Linked DNA regions of Mus musculus: region 1 is linked to region 2. A link is a contact called in public promoter capture Hi-C data. All regions are on one chromosome and are shown on one strand. The core of a region is the stretch at or near the end of the contact, and the rest is flanking DNA. Distances in the headings are between cores, read along the strand shown. Region 1 has its middle 21 kb from the start of Gm40101. Region 2 holds the start of Lix1l (Lix1-like).

The links. Promoter capture Hi-C pulls out the DNA fragments that hold promoters and counts their contacts.
Region 1: a contact with region 2 is called in a promoter capture Hi-C map of neural stem cells. The contact joins the enhancer-like site here to the promoter of Lix1l in region 2.

The regions. Positions count from the first base shown.
Region 1 is chr3:97,306,879-97,312,324 of GRCm38.p6, reverse strand. No RefSeq gene overlaps it. Among named protein-coding and RNA genes, the nearest start is that of Gm40101, 21 kb to the left of the region's middle. Within about 2 kb of position 3,709, at least 21 of the 459 cell types and tissues checked have an H3K27ac peak or open chromatin away from gene starts, as enhancers often do. A contact at or near this core is called in neural stem cells, where this site is marked.
Region 2 is chr3:96,598,870-96,604,195 of GRCm38.p6, reverse strand. Lix1l (Lix1-like) reads right to left here and starts at 3,063. Exons shown (of 6, transcript NM_001163170.1): 1 at 2,723-3,063. The coding sequence starts at 3,014. Gm52628 (a long non-coding RNA gene) reads left to right here and starts at 3,097. Exons shown (of 2, transcript XR_003954672.1): 1 at 3,097-3,885; 2 at 3,979-4,614. Ankrd34a (ankyrin repeat domain 34A) reads right to left here. Exons shown (of 2, transcript NM_001024851.3): 2 at 4,418-5,326. The coding sequence ends at 5,227.

The DNA.
Region 1 (5,446 bases), core at 2,460-4,959, 710 kb before region 2:
AGATCCGGCTCAGCGCAGGCGCAGGCGGTGGGGGCGGAGGGAAGGAAAGATTCCCCAGGAAAACTGCTGTTGGCACGAACTGAATGAGGCGAGTGGGAGCCGAGCTGACTGCCGAGTTCAGCTTAGCCGCAGGCTATAGAAACAGACTTGAGACTTGAGTAAGAGCAAACAGGAGAAAAGCAGCGCTGTGAAGCAGCACGCGGGCCAGCTAGAACCGGTTGTTAATGCACCAGACCAATTTCTTCGGTACAGTTACTTCCACGCCTGGTCAGAGGGGCGGGTGCAATTCTTCAAGAAGTATTTACTGGTCTGCTCCGTTTCTCAGCGCTGGCATGAGCGGGGTGAGAAAAAAGGAAGGCTGGAGGCGGCTCTGGCTCTTGGGTTTACAATCTCTTGCTGAGAGAATCCATTAGATACTGAGGCAGGATTGTTTATGATTATACCCGCAAACAGCTAACTGCAACGATCAGTTAAGGCAAAGAGGGTATCCCTTCATTTGTTCACACTTATATATACACATTCATTTACAGACTCTGTGTGTGTGTGTGTGTGTGTGTGTGTGTGTGTGTGTGTGCGTGCGTGCGCGCGCGCGCGCGCGCGCACGCGCATGCATGCATGTCTCTGTGTGTGCCCGTATGTATCTATGTGCGTGTGTGCACACATGCATGCGTGACTGTGTGCATGAGTGCATGTTCGTGTGCCAGTGTGTGTGCACGTGTGCGTGTGCACGTGTGTTCTACCAAAAAACAAACACAGGGCCTTACACCACTATGCTGCAGTCCCACTGTTTGCTTTTCTGGAATGAGGTTTTATTTGCGGAAGACCAGCCTTGAACTTGCTGTGTAGTCCAGATTGATTCTGAATTCCCCTTTCAATCTATCCATCTCCGCCTCCCAAATGCTAGGATTACAATCCTGCAACTCTACACCTGAACACAAGCTCCTCCTTTACTTACATGAGCTCCTGAGAGAAGTTGGGGGCCAAGGCCAACCCTGGTATTCAGTGTGAGAATGGTGGCCAGAATGTGATCCTGCTCTGAGAGGCTAGAAGCCTATTGGGCTGAGAGCAGCCTGTTTGAGGAGGGTCTCACTATGTATCCCTGGCTGGCCTGGAACTCACCAGGGAGACCAGGCTGCGTTGGATTCACTGAGATCCTCCAGCCTCAGCCTCTGAGTGCAGGGAATAAAGGTGTGTCCCACCAAACCCCGCCTGCATTTTCTTGATTAAGGACTGAAGTGAGAGGGTTCACCCCACCGGAGCTGGTGTCATCCCTGGGCTGGCACTCCTGAGTGACATAAGAAAGCAGGCTGAGTACATGCGTCATACGCAAGCAAACAAGCAGAGGTCCTCTTTGGCTTCTGCCTCAGTTCCTGCCTCTGAGTTCCTGCCTTGAGTTCCTGCCCTGCCTTCCATCATGATGGACCACAAATTGTAAGAATAAACCTGGATTCTTATTTTATGAGATAAAGTTCCTGCCGGGGTTGCTTGCCCTTGTTGCGTTTCTCACAGCTGTAGAGAGCAAGCTAGGCAGTGTGCAGAAGGCAGAGGCTGAAAGAAACCCAAGGAAGTGAACAGGGGTGGCGGATCGAAGTGAATATCCTCTATACCCCAAAACACCGCACTGCCATTAATAAAGATTGTATTTTGAGAGAACTCCTTAACAGCATTTAATAAGGTCTGGTGATGTGCAAAGAGGACAGTGGGGCCGGGACACCAATCCAGATATTTCTCTAGTGGTAGCATGGAGTTTACTTTGGTAGAACCCACAATGCACTTCGCCCTTGGCCCTCTCAGGACTCTGTGGCACGGTTCTGATGTGACCAGTTTACAGGTCCAGGCAGCCCAGGAAAGTGAGCAAACACTAATCTTAGAGGTCAGTTTGAAAACCTGGGCCTTCTCACAGAAAGCCTCTAAGAGAGAAAAGCAAGCTTCCTGCAAGTGAATTCATGCCCTCCCCCATCCCACAGAGGGAGATGTCGCTCCAGGGAATAGGGTGTTAGCAATATCAGCCCACAGGTGCCAGTGAAGGCTCAGGCTTCAGAGGAGATCCCACAGGAAAACAGAGCTGCACCACCTGAAAGGATTCCTCTGGGCTTTGGAAGGGACGTCCCACCGGGGGGGCTGCTTCCGGGCACACCATGCCGAGAGCCTTCCCTTCCACTGGGTCCCCGTGTAACTTCACATAAAGCCTGCTCCAAAAAAAGCCATCCTCTGATTCCTGCTGAATGAATTCCTGGCAAGCACTGTCAGAATGTGAAAGGCAGGTGTAGCTCCCCTGATGTTTTGAGTAGGTACTTGTTCAAATCATGTAACCTCTCTAGGAACCGTTTCTCAAAGGAGTGATGTATAATTTCTCCTCCGTCGTCGCGGTGGTGAGGGGGCGGATTCTGAGGAGGAGACACTGAGGGAGGAGGCAGGGAAAGCAATGCCATCCTGGATCCGAGCTGGGGAGATCAAAGGATGGGGTGAGCCTCACCTCTGGAGATGGAGGGGTGGGGGTGGAGGGGCGGGGGGGTGAAAGTCTGTAAGAGGAGGGGAGGGAAAAGAACTAAAAGTGTATGGGAAGGGGGAGACACGGTTTTAGATTCCCCGGAGGATAGCTGGGACTCCGAGCGTCCTGACGATGCTTTTCAGGATGTCTGTGCTTCCCACGCCCCATCTCTACCCCGCAGCACCCCTCCCTTTACCCTTCAGGTAGCAAGTGCCTTCCAGCCTCTTTGTACTGGTTTACTCTCCGGGTCGCCCAGCCTCTTGCCTTTGTTCTACCTCACCGATCACAGATCACAACCAAATGCAAGTGCCAAATGCCCCAGTAGCCTGAGCTGCAGCCACAGCCATCCTTGCTGCCTACCCTGGTAGGTCTCAAACTCTATCATGCACCAGAATCACTGGCAGGGCACAATGCTTGTAGTTTATAGACAGAATCTCATGCAGCTCAGGCTAGCTTCAAACTTTAACCGAAGATGACTTTGAACTCCTCCTGCTCCTGACTCCATTTCCCCAGTGCTGGGATTGATTACAGGGCTGGGCCACCACTTAATCAGTCCTGGGAATCAAACCCAAGGCTTCCTGAAAACGAGGCAAGCACCCTACCAACTGAGCTATGCCCACAGTCCATGAAGGATGCTTTAAGAGTGCTTGCTGGGAAGTCCTCTGAGAATGGACATTGTGGATATGTGCCCAAAGGATGGGGATTCTCAGGATCTGAGAACCCTAAGCCTTAGTCATCCCCTGGCCCCTGTTGATACTGGGACAGCTTGGAGATGGGTATACACTAGGTCCTTGACTGTGTCCTCCACGGTAGTGAGCTTACTCACAACAGGGACCCAAATCCCTCCTGCTGGACAGACCGTATGGCATGAGGGGTTCACGGTGATTTTTTTTAGGTACCGTTAATGAAGCAAGGAGGTCTGTCTTCAGGAACATTTCACTTTTTTTCCTTCCAAACCTCAACCAACTTCTGGGCTGTCCGGCCTTTCCTTTCCAATAAACATATGTCTTCTTTAAATACTACAAGTTCTCCCATCTGTCTATCAGAGTTCATAAGTAATTCTTTATAAGAAGTTTGGCAGAGGAGAGAGGTGAGGCAATCAGTCTCTGCAGAGGGTGCAAGGCCCCAGAAGGCCTGGTATTGTACTGAATTAAGAAGAGAAAGACTTGAGCTCATTTAAATACCCATGGAGAGAAGCCAAGAAGGATGCTAATGTGGGAGAGAGGCAGAGGCCCCTGAGGAGAGGGGAAGTGGGATCCAGAGTACAGGGAGAAAAAGAGCTGCTGGGACCAGGGCAGGGACGCATGTCCCTCTGTTGGTGGAAAAAGAAAAAGATGGGCTCAGACGCAGGAATAATGGGGCTATAGACTTTAGGTGACTCTCAGCTCTAAGTCCACGGAATTAAATTGCCATAGTGTCACTGGCTTAATATGTCACCTCTCCTTGGCAGAGCTCTAAGCCCCAAGAAATGAATCTTCCATGAGAGTCTCTCAGGCTGGAAGATGTCTGCCAGTGGAACAGCCAGGACTTCCCAGGGGCACAAAGTGGAACTGGGGAAGGAAGGATAAATGCACCCAGCTGTGACAAGGGAGGGACCAGAGCAGGGTCACAATCTAATCAGTGCCAGGACCAGATTTAGAGTTGCACTCAGCTTAGGCTCTGAGCCCATCTGTCTGGCCCATTCGATCACACTCTCTAACCACCTGAAACTGCAAGGAGCAGGTGGAAGGCAGGATTGAGGATAGATTTTTCCTAACCCTCAGGAACGGGAAGTTGGGGTGTCATGGTCTACCCCTGACCCACACAGAGTCCAGCCCATCTCTGGGGAACCTGGAGGTAAAAGGAAATAATAAAAGCTCTAACAATCTGCCAGATACCTCCTTTCCTGAACTGGAATGCAAAGAAGTTTCTGGATCACAAATGTAAGCCATACTCTTCATCCTTCCCCTCTTCTCCCCCCTCTTCCTCCTCCTCTTCCTCCTCCTCTTCCTCCTCCTCTTCCTCCTCCCCCTTTCCTCCTCCTCTTCTTCCTCATCTTCCTCCTCCTCTTCCTCTTCCTCTTCCTCCTCTTTCTCTTCCCCCTCCTCCTCTCCCTCCTCCCCCTCTTCCTCTTCCTTACTATCATTGTCTTTATTGGGTGTCAGGGACCATTCTAGCTAATAGAAATAATTAATTTTAATTTTTATATGGTTTTCCTAACTATAAAAACAACAGATGGTCAATGTTTAAAAAGAAGAAACTCTACAACAAGACATGCATTCCTAACCTAAGACAGCCAAACAGGGTGTGGTGGAAGAAGGTAAGCACGAGACTCAGAATCCGTTGACACTCAGGCTCTTCTGATTGTGCGATTGTGGGCACACACACAATGTCATCGTGTGATCTTGGACACACAAGGTTTCCTTTCCTCCCTTTCCATATTGCTAAATGAAGGTAATGCTGCTCCCTCACCCCCACCCAGACAGGGTTTCTCTGTGTAGCCCTGGATCTCCTGGAGCTCACTCTGTAGACCAGGTTGTCCTTGAACCCGGGAATCCTCCTGCCTCTGCCTCCTGAGTGCTGTGATAAAGGACGTGTACCACCACCGCCTGCAGTTTTTGCTTTTTTTCTTTTTAAGTTTTAGTTCTATTTTAAAGTTTTATGCAGGAGTGTGCATGTCTGGACTTAGGGGTTAGGAGCTCTTGGGTACAGGTTTCTGAGGAGACTAGAATAGGGAGTCAGACTCCCTGGAGTTAGTGTTACACACAGTTGTGAGCCACCCGACTTAGGAGCTGAGCTAGGGTTCTCTGCCAAGAGCCATTTCTCCACCCTGGGAATAACGGTTCTTGGAAATTTTAAATAAGATGAGATTCATAAAGTACTGACGATGGCACTTGGCACATGGTCAGCAGATGACATAAGATGGTCACTATTGATGTCATTGCTGATATTTCATACCCATCTACATAGCTCGAG
Region 2 (5,326 bases), core at 1,814-4,313:
ATTAAATGAAAAAAATGGAACAGATAAAACTAAAAAAGAGTAAGCAATATCTCTGGAATCCCAATGCCACTGCATGACAGGACCAGGTCCCCAGTCAATGTCCTTCATACCGTACTGTGAGTGGAGCTGAGAATCAACAGCAAGTCAGGCATGATGGCGTACACTTGTAATCCCAGCAGTTGGGAAGCTGAGGCAGGGGAATCACCATGAATTAAAAAGCCTGAACTACACGGTAAGTTCCATACTAACCTGGGCTATAACCAAGAGCTTTTCTCAAAAACAAAACAAAACAAGACAGCCTACACAATAGTGTATGTGTGACTTTTGAGCAGGTATGCGTAGAGGAGTGGGGAGTGGAAGCTAATGTACAGAGGAGGGGACAACAGAAGAGAGGTGTGTGTGTGTGTGTGTGTGTGTGTGTGTGTGTGCTGGGACCCCATGCTGGTGAAGATAAATCTAAAAACTCAGTACTGGAAATGGTGAGCTTAGAGTCTTCAGGAAAAGGATGAAGGATGTGAATTGAAGATGGCATGTAAGGTATCCTCAGATGAGAAAGCGATCTGGACCGAGACCAAAGTAAATTGTATTCAGGGCAACAGAGCCATCCCCTGAATATCTTGCCATCAGTCACAAGGGTACATGGGTGTATGCCAAGGGCAGCTTTGCCTATTAATTGAAGCAGAGTAAGTGATTCCATGTGGTGAGCGACTTTGAGCCAAATCAGCAGAGAGCCAAATTCTCCTACAGCCCTGGCTGGACACCCAGACTGGAAATGAGAAACTCAAGAATAATAAGACGATGGTGGGAGGTGGGGAGACTGAAGGGGAGATGCACCACAGACTCTGAAGCCTGATTGTTCTCGTCAGCACAATCCCTTTGTTCCTTCGTCCTTTCTTAGGAAACTAAAAAGGTTTTCCAGACACTCGGTTTAGAAGCCAGATTAGAGGTTCTTCGGGGCATAGAAACATGGGTGAGGGAAGAGTACATTTCTCTATCATGTCGATAAGTGCCTGTAAGTTTCCAAGAGGAACTCTTTAGACATAGGGTAGCTAGTTCTGGTTACTACTACACCCGAGGCAAAATGCTTCCCTCAGAATGAGATAAAAAAGAGCCGGACATATTTATGGTGTAGCCATGTTAAACCTTGTTTACTCTAACCGACCTGGAAAGTAACTCTGTTGACTCAGTAGCTTCAGAAGTGCATCCATTTGTAGCCCAGCACCCTACAGAATCCTAGCCTGGCTGCAATTCAAACTGGTTAGAGAGCAAAGAGAAGGGGAGAATAAATGAGCCATCAGGCGTGCAGCAGAGTGGATCTGAACGTTCAACTTCACTGAAATCTTCCTGTTCACAAAGACACAAACATTTAAGAGTAGAAGAAAGTGAAACATGGTCTCAAGGAAGAGATGACCAGAAAATCGGGGCTAGCAATCATTTTAAGTGCCCAATCTGTCATCAATGTGCACAATCCTTGAAGAAACTGCTGCTCAGTGAAGTTATGAGACCCTTTGCCCAAAGACAGAGCCGGGACTGACAGGCCTCCGAAGCCTGTCTGCTCTTTTCACTGAAGCTTCCAAAAGGAAGCAAAGAGTGGGGCGGAAGGAGGTCAACCAACAGTCTGGAAAGAAAGAAAGAGGGTGGGGTGAGCTGTGCAACTTTTCTCCTAGAAAACAGCAAGGAGGCAGTCACTTTTAGACCCAGGAGGACCTGATCAAGGAAACAGAAGGGATGTGTTGGAAATTCCAGACTTAAAGTCTGAGTCATACACCCTTCACTGTGTGTTCCTTGTCGTTTAAACTATGAATTTGGAACCAGGATTCTGACAGGAAATTGGTTAACGTTGCCTAAACAAAAACAACAAAGAAAATTCTCACATCCCTCTTCCCAGAAATTAGGCATCTTTAAGCCGGCAATTTCTAAGCAAAATAAGGTTGTTGCCTGGCTTGTTTCCACAGAATTTAGCATTGAGTGAGCCAGGGCCTGAGATTTATCCTCAGTTCCTGGGCAAGGGCCAGGAATACAGCGCCAGACAGACAGAGGCCCGAGTTGTGAGGCTCCAAACTAAGACACTAAAGCGAGGCACCAAGTCACAGGAAGCTGGCACGGCCTCAATGGTGTGGGTTCAGATTCAAAGGAACAATTATTGTGAGTGACTTTTGAAAGCACTACCTAATAATTCTCCAGCAGATCTGAAGTCATGGTGGAAATTTCATGGTGGGAGGTGGGGTGGGTAAGTTAAGTATGTGAAGAACTAAAAAGTCGAGATTCAGAAGATGAAGTACAAGGGCTCAGGAGATGGGAGTACAGGAATTGCTGAGATCAGAGAGAGAAGACAGAGAAGGGTAAGGATGAGAAATGCCCTGGGTCTGAGATAAAGGAGAGGATCCCACACAATAGGGGCGGGTTCTTAAAGGGAGAAGGACATTAAAATCTTAAGCCTGCTGACAGAGAAAAAGTTGGGAAGAAAAGAGAATTGCATCTGAAAACAGGAGTCCCTGAAGAATGCATTAATAACTCGTGTGTGTGTGTGTGTGTGTGTGTGTGTGTGTGTGTGTACACGCGCGCGTGCGCGCTTGTGTGTGTGTCCAGAAGGAAACTCCCCAAAAGGAAATGCATGCGAAGGCTGGACGCCAAGCGGAGCCACTGTGAGGACAGTGGGAGCTGTGGGAGCCAGGCTCTTGACTAGAGGGTGTCCCGCAGGAGGCCAGTTCCCGACACTTACCTCGACCGTAGCCCTGCGTGTGCTTGGCGAAGCTCCTCACCACCGCCTCCACAGCCTCGCGCAGCACCGCAGGGCTACCCGCGGCGCCGGGGGGCAGGGGCAGCCCGGGGGCCCCAGCCAGAAGCAGCGGAGGCGGGGGCGGGGCGGGGGGCGGCGGGGCGGGCGGCGGGCCCACGGGGGGTGTGGCGGCGCTAGTCGGGGCCCCGGTCACCCCTGGCCGCAGCGCTCGCAAAGTGCCTCTCCCACCGACGCCTACACCGGGCTGCAGCCGCTGTGCTCGCATCGTCTCCATCCCGGTGGCCGGCGGAGCTGGGCCCCGGAGCCTGCCAGCCTGGCGAGCTAACGGTCCCAGCTACCCCAGTGAGCAAGAGCCAGGGGATTGAGGGCGGTGCCGGGATCCAGCTGTCAGTCAAGAGCGGGCGGGACGAACCAGATGCCATGCCAATCACTGGTGGAGAGGGAGGAAAGGGGTGGGCTCCTGAGCCACCTTAGGCAAATGATTGAGGAAGGCGGAGGCACGGGAACCAATTGAATAAAGAAAAGGCTAAATCGTCTAAGAGAGAGAGCTTCGGAGCATCTTTGGGAATCCTGTGGTAAGCGATAGAAATCCGGCCAGACCCCTGGGGCGGGGCTTGAAGGGAAAATAGGCCTGGATGCAAGGCTGGATAGAACTGTAGCTGGAGAGGTTTCTTAAGGACCATTTGTCTGATCACTTTACTTTCTAGATGTAGATGCGGTTCAGAGAAGTGATGTGACTCATCTTTAAGTTCATACACAATTGGTGGTGGAGTGAAAACTGAGTATAGTGCTGACTTTAGTGAGAATATGCTATGTCATATACTTGAGTGCACTGCCTTATTTAATAGCTGCCAAGTACAAACCAGGTTTTATTTTACAAACAAGAAAAGTGATGCTCAGGAAGATTAGATACATGAAATGGCTGGATGGCAAGGGAGATTCAGACATTAAGTGTTTTAATCCAAATATTTTCCTTTTTTCACTATTTACATTCAGGAATGGTTTTCTGACTTCAGCTACTCACTAAGGGAGTCAGAGAACGTAGAATGTGTTTATCACTGTACAGAAAGAGTGAGCTAGAATACACTCAGAAACCTATCAAACAGAGAAATTCAGGACATAGATGGAAAGGGTGCTTGATCCAGGTAAGTCTGGGTTCCAACAGTTGTTCCCAGCAGACATCCATGCACACAAGCTGCGACACCCTTTTGTTGACTGACCATTCCTTTTCCCCTTAGGTGAAGTTACTAGCCCCACCCCCTCTCCTAGGGTTGGCTAAGAGACCTGGGACTATGGAGGTTAGAAGAAAATGAATAAAGGCACACCTGGTGAAATGAAATTAAACCCTGTATTTAAAACAACAACAAAACCTGTGTGGTCAAGATGTAGGAAGTAGCATCTGCTTATGGAGAAGAGGGGCAGTAAGAATCTTAAATCATTAAAAGTCAGGCATGGGGAGGCTGGGGGGAGGCCCACCAAATGCCTTAAAACCTCAGAACACAGGGCCCATTTGCCTTTTCTTCTACAACCACTACTGGTCAGTTGGTCTCCTGGAAAGAAAGTAGCTGCAGCCTCTAGATTGGCTCCCTGAGTAGTTGTGACTGTAAGTCTCACCCTCCCATGCCCTCTCTCTTCACCCCCCCCCCCAACCCACACTTTCAGGCAGCAGTGACAAAACAGACTTCTGAACACATTTATTTGACAAGTGGTAAGAGGACTGACTTAGGCTTGCTCCCCACTTCTACCTGTGGGGGGTTGTTCATAAGCTCAGACACACAGAAGAGCAACTTTGAGCCCATGACCTACCCCTGGGGTAAACAAGACAATCTGGAGTGGTATATGTGTGTGTGGGGGGCACAGGGAGGGAATAAAAAGCAGGAAACTGAGAAGTGGAGAGCGTGGAAGGCAGCAACAGAAGTGAGATTGGGAGCTGCTTTGGGAACCCCAAGAACAGTGAAGAAGACATCCTGAAAAGCGGATGGGAGCAGGGTGTGAACAAGGAGCCAGGCATGGAGAAGCAAGGCCTGCAGAATGGGGCGAGATAGTCATGAAGAGAAAGCAGACTGTGCGAGGGGATGCTAGGCCACGCTGCAGGGCACACAGGGAAAGCAAGGGTTCTTCAGGAGGGGCAAAGATACAGGAGACCAGCCATGAGTGGGGGCTCCCTGCTGCTTCGGAACAAATGTGAGTCTGGGACCCTAGCACAAGTGGTCCTCTGTTGGTGTGCTGTGCCTATGGGTCCCCAAGTAATCCCATGTACTTGTGACATGACCAGGGCACGATTGCGTGGGTCTACACACCCGGTAAACACAGTATTTATCCTTCTCGCTAGTAAGTGTACTGTGCTTGTGGACAGACACATGCTTACCCATGTGTGCGTGCACAGTGCCAGGAGCACATGCAAGAGATCCCGTGTCCGAGGTATCAGCTGGTTCTCCCTCTATCAGGGTACTGACCCTCCCCCTCCTTGGCGCCCCTCATTTCCTTCAGCGCCCGGGTTCCCCAGGCCCACCTAGACTCTGAAACCCCCCTAGCAGGCGAATCTGCTCAGTCTGCATGGAGTGGCGTCTCACCAACTTGCGCTTG